2 separate regions of the Sus scrofa genome follow, and region 2 is linked to region 1. The links are chromatin contacts, called in public Hi-C maps. All regions are on one chromosome and are shown on one strand. The core of a region is the stretch at or near the end of the contact, and the rest is flanking DNA. Distances in the headings are between cores, read along the strand shown.

Region 1 (3,097 bases), core at 291-2,790:
TTCTGTTTTTATTTCCTTTAGGAGAGAGATTTTAAAAAATATCGCTATGATTTATGTTAAAAAGTGTTCTAGCTATGTTTTTCTCTAGAAGTTTTATGGCTTCTGGTCTTACATTTAGGTCTTTGGTCCATTTTGAGTTTATTTTTGTGTATGGTGTTAGAGAATGTTCTGACTTCATTTTTTTTTTTCACGTGTAGCTGTCCAGTTTTCCCAGCACTGCTTACTGAAGAGGGGATCTTCTCTCCGTGGCATATTCCTGCCTCTTTTGTTGTAGATTAGTTGACTGTAAGTGTGTGGATTTACTTCTGGCTCTCTATCCTGTTCATTGACCTAGGTTTCTGTTTTTGTGCCGGGACCATACTACTTTGATGACCACAGTTGTGGAGTAGAGACTGACACAGAGAATGCGATTCCTCCAGCTCTGCTCTTCTTTCTCAGGATGGTTTTGGCTATTCAGGATCTTTTGTGTTTCCAAACAAATTTTCTGAATTACTTCGTCTCCTCTGTGAAAAATGCCGTTGGTATTTTGACAGGGATCACACTGAATCTGTATACGTGTGTGTGTAAATATATATTATATATATATGTATGTATATGAATTTAGAGTTACCACAATCTCAAGCTCATGAAGCACTTGGAAATTCCTTGCTTCACATCTTAAATTAGAAATTGCATCCTCAGAGTTCCCATTGGGCTCAGTATGTTAAGGGCCTGACATAGTATCCATGAGGGTGTGGGTTCAATCCCTGGCCTCGCTCAGTAGGTTAAAGATCTGGAGTTGCAGCAAGCTGTGGCATAGGTTGCAGAAGTGGCTTGGATGTGGCCTTTCTGTGGTGGGCAGCTGCAGCTCTGATTTGACCCCTAGCCCAGGAATATCCACATGCTGCAGTTGCGTCTGTAAAAAGGAGAGAAAGAATGAAAGAACGAACGAAGGAAAGAAGGAAGGAAGAAAGGAATTACCTCCTGCACAAAATTATCCAGACTGCCCACATTAGGATCAAGTGTCTTTCCATCCCGTGGCCCCACAGCTTCCTGATGAGGCACAAATCGGCTCACAGCAGTGCCCCCCCCCCCCAAAGGTCCAAGAATGCTGGTTGTAACTCTTGGTCCACAGTGGGCTGCGCCTAGCTCTGTGCACATAATCGAGCTTTGTAAATAAAGAGATGCCTTTAGCACCGTCTATAGAGAACCCTAGGCCACTTGATTCATCAGGGGAACGAGCTCTGGGCCTTTGCCTTAGTAGTTGGTGAACAGGGCCCCTCTGCAGCCTCTTCTGCTGACTGCTGGGCCCAGAGCACTGGGTTCCCAGAGGATCCCTGCCCACAGCATCAGCAGCACCTGTGAACATGATAGGACCACAGATGCACAGATGCATCACACACTGGCAGAATCAGACCTCAGGGTGAGGCCTGGCTGCATTCTAATACCCAGCTGCTGACTCTGACCCCCCAGAGGCCCCAAGGAGTCTGAAGGAGCAGCTCTGCTTGCCGCCCACTGAGCCCAGCTGACAGGGACGGACCTCGTGCCAGCAGAGGGAAGCAAAGGGCAGCAGAGCCTAGACAAGCTGAGGGGGAAAGAGGAACCCCGGCCGGCAGCTCTGGCCCAGCACATCCAGGGCCAAGTGCAGATGCAGCTTCCAGAGGGAGGGGATCCCAGATTACTCAGACTCTGGGTTGAGCTGGGGACACAGAGCGTGGGTGGATCAGTGGGGGGAGCTGAAGAGGAGACCAAACTTGACGTCATGTCAGCGAATCAAGCAAAGCACAGTCCTGACTGAAGGATGCACTCAGGGCGCAGTAAGACCTGCCTCAGCCTTCCCTTCGGGATCTCATCGCGAGGCTCAGAAGCCCGGCTGTGGGACTTGCAGTTCTCACTCTCAAATGTACAGGTAATATTGGGGCAGCTTTCGCCATAATGTTCTGCCCCCTGAGCCCTTTACTCATCCTTTAGTTTCTCAGCTCATGCAGGATAGAGGAGGGGTAATCTGAAATTCTGCCTTCTTTGCCTGAAACAAGGCTCCTCTCAAAGTTAAGGCCCGGCTGCTTTTATTTCTGCTGTGCTTACTGAATGATACGACGGATGTGAAAGTCCTTTGCAAAGTACACACTGTACAGATGCAAGCTACTGTTGTCACAAGGGCTCCAGTGACCAGACTTTGTGTACCTACGTCCCCACATCAGATGATCCATCTTCTCAAAGATTTGTTTTGTGAAAGGCAGTGTGGTTATTAGATTGGGCCTGGCCTTTGGACTGTAATAGGCTGGTTCAATCTTAGGTCAGTTAGTTACTTTCTGCAGGATGCTGCATAGCTGTTGACTCTTGTTAGCCTCTGAAATAAGACTGAGATCATAAAATCTGCCACAAGGATTAAGTGCAGGATGTACGTGGTGATTGATGTACACAGGACAGGCACACAACCACGCAACTTTCTTTTATAAGATAAGACTAAGCAGGCCGAAAAAGGGCTCAGAACATCAGACGAAGTGATAAAGTTAAAACATGTGCCACTCCTGTTCCTCTGTTCTGCTTCTGCTGCTCACTTCCCATCCTAAATTAAAAGCTGATTCCTTGGAAAGGCCTTCCAAGCCAAATCCTTATAAAACCCATCCTTCGTTCCAAAGCCTCCTGCTTCTTCCTCTCACTTTGGTCACGCTGGGCCCTCAGCTTTCCTCAAATGTCACATCAAGGGGCGGTCTTCCTTGTCACCTCACCCAACTGAGCTTCCAAAACTCTCCATGCCATCACCCCTCTTTCTGAATTTACTTTTCTCTTTGAACTTCTAATCAGCTAATATGAAATGTTTCTTATTCCTCTTCCTTGTTTCCTGCTCCCTCATTGGAGGGTCCACAGGTTAGGGATTTGGGTCTCTTCTGCTCACTCTTCTAAATCTGGCACCCACAGTGCTGCCTGGTATATGCTAGGTGCTTATTTTGTTGAATGAAAGGATGAAGTATGGTTCTCATGACTCAAGACGAGTGCTCTGGGATATAAGTGCATTGCAGTTACTTTAGAAAGGAACTCGAAACTCTAAGAAGGAGCCAAGAAAAAGTAGAAAATTCATTTGCAGAGATGGAAGTTGAGTTAAAGGCACTGAAGA
Region 2 (3,097 bases), core at 208-2,707, 280 kb before region 1:
ACTGCTGTACAGCAGAAATTGACAGAACACTGTAAATCAACTATGATTTAAAAAATAAAAAAAAAAATACTACCAGGCTATTTGTGGGATCTTTAACATTTTTCTTTCCTTGGAAAAACAACAAATAAGTGATTCTTATGTCTCACCTGTACTACCTAAGAAAGCTCCTGAATGTTTAAGATGCTGGGGCTTTTTTTCTTTTTCTTTTTCTTTTTAGGACTGAACCTGCAGCATATGGAGCTTCCCAGGCTAGGGGTCAAATGGGAGCTGCAGCTGCCGGCCTATGTCATAGCCACAACAACACCAGATCCAAGCTGCATTTGTGACCTACGGAGCAGCTCATGGCAATGCGGATTCTCTCTTCTCAGTGAGAGAGGCCAGAGATTGAACCTGTATCCTCGTGGCTACTATGCAGGGTCCTACCCTGCTGAGCCACAATGGGAACTCCTATGCTGTCTGTTCAAAATGGTTCCCTTGCTAGGGTGTCTCAGGTGCCAGGAAATAAGATGAATGGGCTCATGTCTACCAGATGCTTCCCTGGAACTTCCAAACTAGGAATTATTATTTAGGAATGGAGTGTGGAGAGGGAGAGAGAAGTGGGGCTGAGAAAATGCTTCCAAACAGAGGAGGACTTCCACTCACTGGCCCCTCTGCCCGTCAAGGGGCTCCTGCATCAGCATCCGACCCCTGTGATCCATTAAACCCACAAGGAGGACTTCGGGGGCACTTCCAGTTCTGTTTAATTCTCCCTGTGGACTCTCATCCTGCTGCTTTCAATGCCTAAAAGAGAATTTGTGCACTGGACCCATGTGCTACAAACCCTGTTGAAGCTGAAGGGACAGGGGTAAGAAGAGCAGCTGACAGCTCTGAGCCAGCCCCCAACGCCCCAGGCGGAGGCCGTGGGCCCGGCCTCCGGGTTCAGAGTCTAGGCTGGGGCCTCACAGACCAAGGGCTCGGAGTCCCCAAGACCTCCCCTGAGATGGTGACCTCAATTTCCTGCTGGGGCCTCCAAGTGAAACTTGCCTGCTGACCCAAAGACTGCTTCAGATTCCAAAGAAAACGACCACAAGAACAAACAAACAAACAAAAACCCAGCCAACACCCCAGCTCCTCGGCCCATGCTGCTGAGTAAGTCCATGGACAGAACCTGACGATGGATTATGCCCCAGCCCCTCTCTCTGGTCCTTAAAGAACCAGAGCAACTGCAATAAAGTCTGAAAAATGTTCTCAGCATCGCGGTCTTCAGAGAAGGCTTGGGAAAGGGGAGAAAAGGGCGGTTCACATTCTGGAGCCACGGCTAATCAGCCAGAGGGGTTTAAATCAGAGACACTCTGGGGACAAGATTAGAGTCATTGAACTTAGATAAAACTGGATTCCTTGCGCTCAGTCTCACATTAACAGAGGCAATTTGAAAGGCCATCTCACTGCTTAGCAGTTATACTTTAACCAGGCACCAAGATAAGGGCCCTGACACGGCTCAGGAACTCCCAGAATCTGAACAGAGGCCACGGGAAGCAGTGTCAGTGTAAAAGCCCCTGGGCCTCTCGGAAATGCCTGTCCTCAATTCTTCTTGGAGACCTCGCTAAGTTTAACGAATATATGTATATGGTCGGTTAACGCAGGACAGCTAGGATGGGTATTAATATACTGGGGTTAATGGGGATCCGGAGAACTGCCTGGGCCCTGATCACAGAGGAAACACGAGCACTTCACGAGGGTTTTCAAGACTTTCTTGACACAACACCCACGTTAAAAGAAAGGCCTGACACTTACAGACTTTTCCCAGGCTTTGCAGCACCTACAAGTCCTGGGCGGCCCAGAGAGGGAGGCAGGGATCGCCTATATTTTAACCACCTGTGGGGAGGCGGGAGCACTGACCTGGCCAATAGGAGAAGGCGAGGTGGGACGCGGAGGGAACAGAGGGCCCAGCAGAGTAAAGCATGGACCCCTGGCCCCACCCTCAGAAGAGGCGGGGGAGCCAGAATTTCTTATTCCAGACAGAGGCGGAGCAGCGCCAAGCCCTGCTGTGTGGCTGGAAGGCCAGCTCAGCTCACAGCCCTTGGCGTCTGCTTTGCCCAGGGCATTGAATGCTGATGGAGAACCTGGCCTTGGGAGCAAGCCTTGCCTCACTGCCCTGACGTAAAACAGTCTACGCAGAGGGCTCAGCGAGCTGATCCCCAGGGTGCACTCAGGCCCGCACCAGGCGCATGCTCCAGCGGTGCCGGCACTGCCCCAGTTCTTCCCAAAGACCAGTGAATCCTCTCTTCTCCGCCCTTCTTCCTTCAATGACCTTGACTGAGGCTGCCACCGTGTCCTGCTACCCTGAAGAAGCCTGATCATGGAGTTCCTGTCGTGGCTCAGTGGTTAGCAAACCCGACTAGTATCCATGGGGACGCAGGTTCAATCCCTGGCCTCCCTCGGTGGGTTAAGGATCCGACGCTACTGGGAGCTGTGGGTGTAGGATCGCAGATGCAGCTCGGATCCCGAATTGCTGTGACTGTGGTGTAGGCCGGCAGCTGTAGCTCTGATTCGACCCCTAGCCTGGGCACCTCCATATGCCACGAGTGTGGCCCTTAAAAGATGAAAGAAAAAAAAAAGAAGCCTGATCATGAGCAAATATCTGTGTGGCGCCCTCTGCTTTCATGATGAGGCTGGACCTGCAGGGCCCCAAGGAGTCTCCTCTCCCCGCCAGCTCCTGCCCTGTGCCTCACCTGCTCAGCAGCCCTCAGCGTCCCCAGCTCCTCAGATGCCCCCGGCAGAAGGACGGGCTCTCCCCATCTGCCAGACACGGGCCGAGGGGGCAGGGGAAGGGGAGGGGCTGATGCTGCTGGCAGACTGAGCCACCCTGCTGGTCCCCATGTGCGCGGTACAGCAACCTCAGCCCTCCCGGCCCCCTCCTTCCCTGCTACCCTGTTAGCTCTGCGGGGATCTGTGTTCCTTGCGTGAGGAAATGAGGAAATTGGAGAGCTAAGAAATGTTGTCATATGTATTTCTGAAGGCACGGCTACTGAAACCTCTAGGAGTTGGCGAGTACGCTGTAATAATCGCACAGCGATGTCTGGCTTTATAACGACATACTGCAAAGTGACAGTTTAGA

What was found. A called contact is a pair of places that touch in the nucleus more often than the background predicts.
Region 2: a Hi-C map of liver shows a contact between it and region 1, with 3 times the contacts expected there. The contact joins two enhancer-like sites. A contact is called at or near these places in 1 of 47 Hi-C or Micro-C datasets (liver) and 2 of 2 datasets of contacts at active chromatin or transcription factors (alveolar macrophages and skeletal muscle).

Annotation. Positions count from the first base shown.
Region 1 is chr9:139,179,669-139,182,765 of Sscrofa11.1, reverse strand. All of the region lies in intron 1 of LOC100517727 (a long non-coding RNA gene), which reads right to left. Among named protein-coding and RNA genes, the nearest start is that of SEC61G, 45 kb to the right of the region's middle. Within about 2 kb of position 1,540, at least 9 of the 83 cell types and tissues checked have an H3K27ac peak or open chromatin away from gene starts, as enhancers often do. A contact at or near this core is called in liver, where this site is marked.
Region 2 is chr9:139,459,946-139,463,042 of Sscrofa11.1, reverse strand. All of the region lies in intron 20 of EGFR (epidermal growth factor receptor), which reads right to left. Among named protein-coding and RNA genes, the nearest start is that of EGFR, 160 kb to the right of the region's middle. Within about 2 kb of position 1,457, at least 34 of the 83 cell types and tissues checked have an H3K27ac peak or open chromatin away from gene starts, as enhancers often do. A contact at or near this core is called in liver, where this site is marked.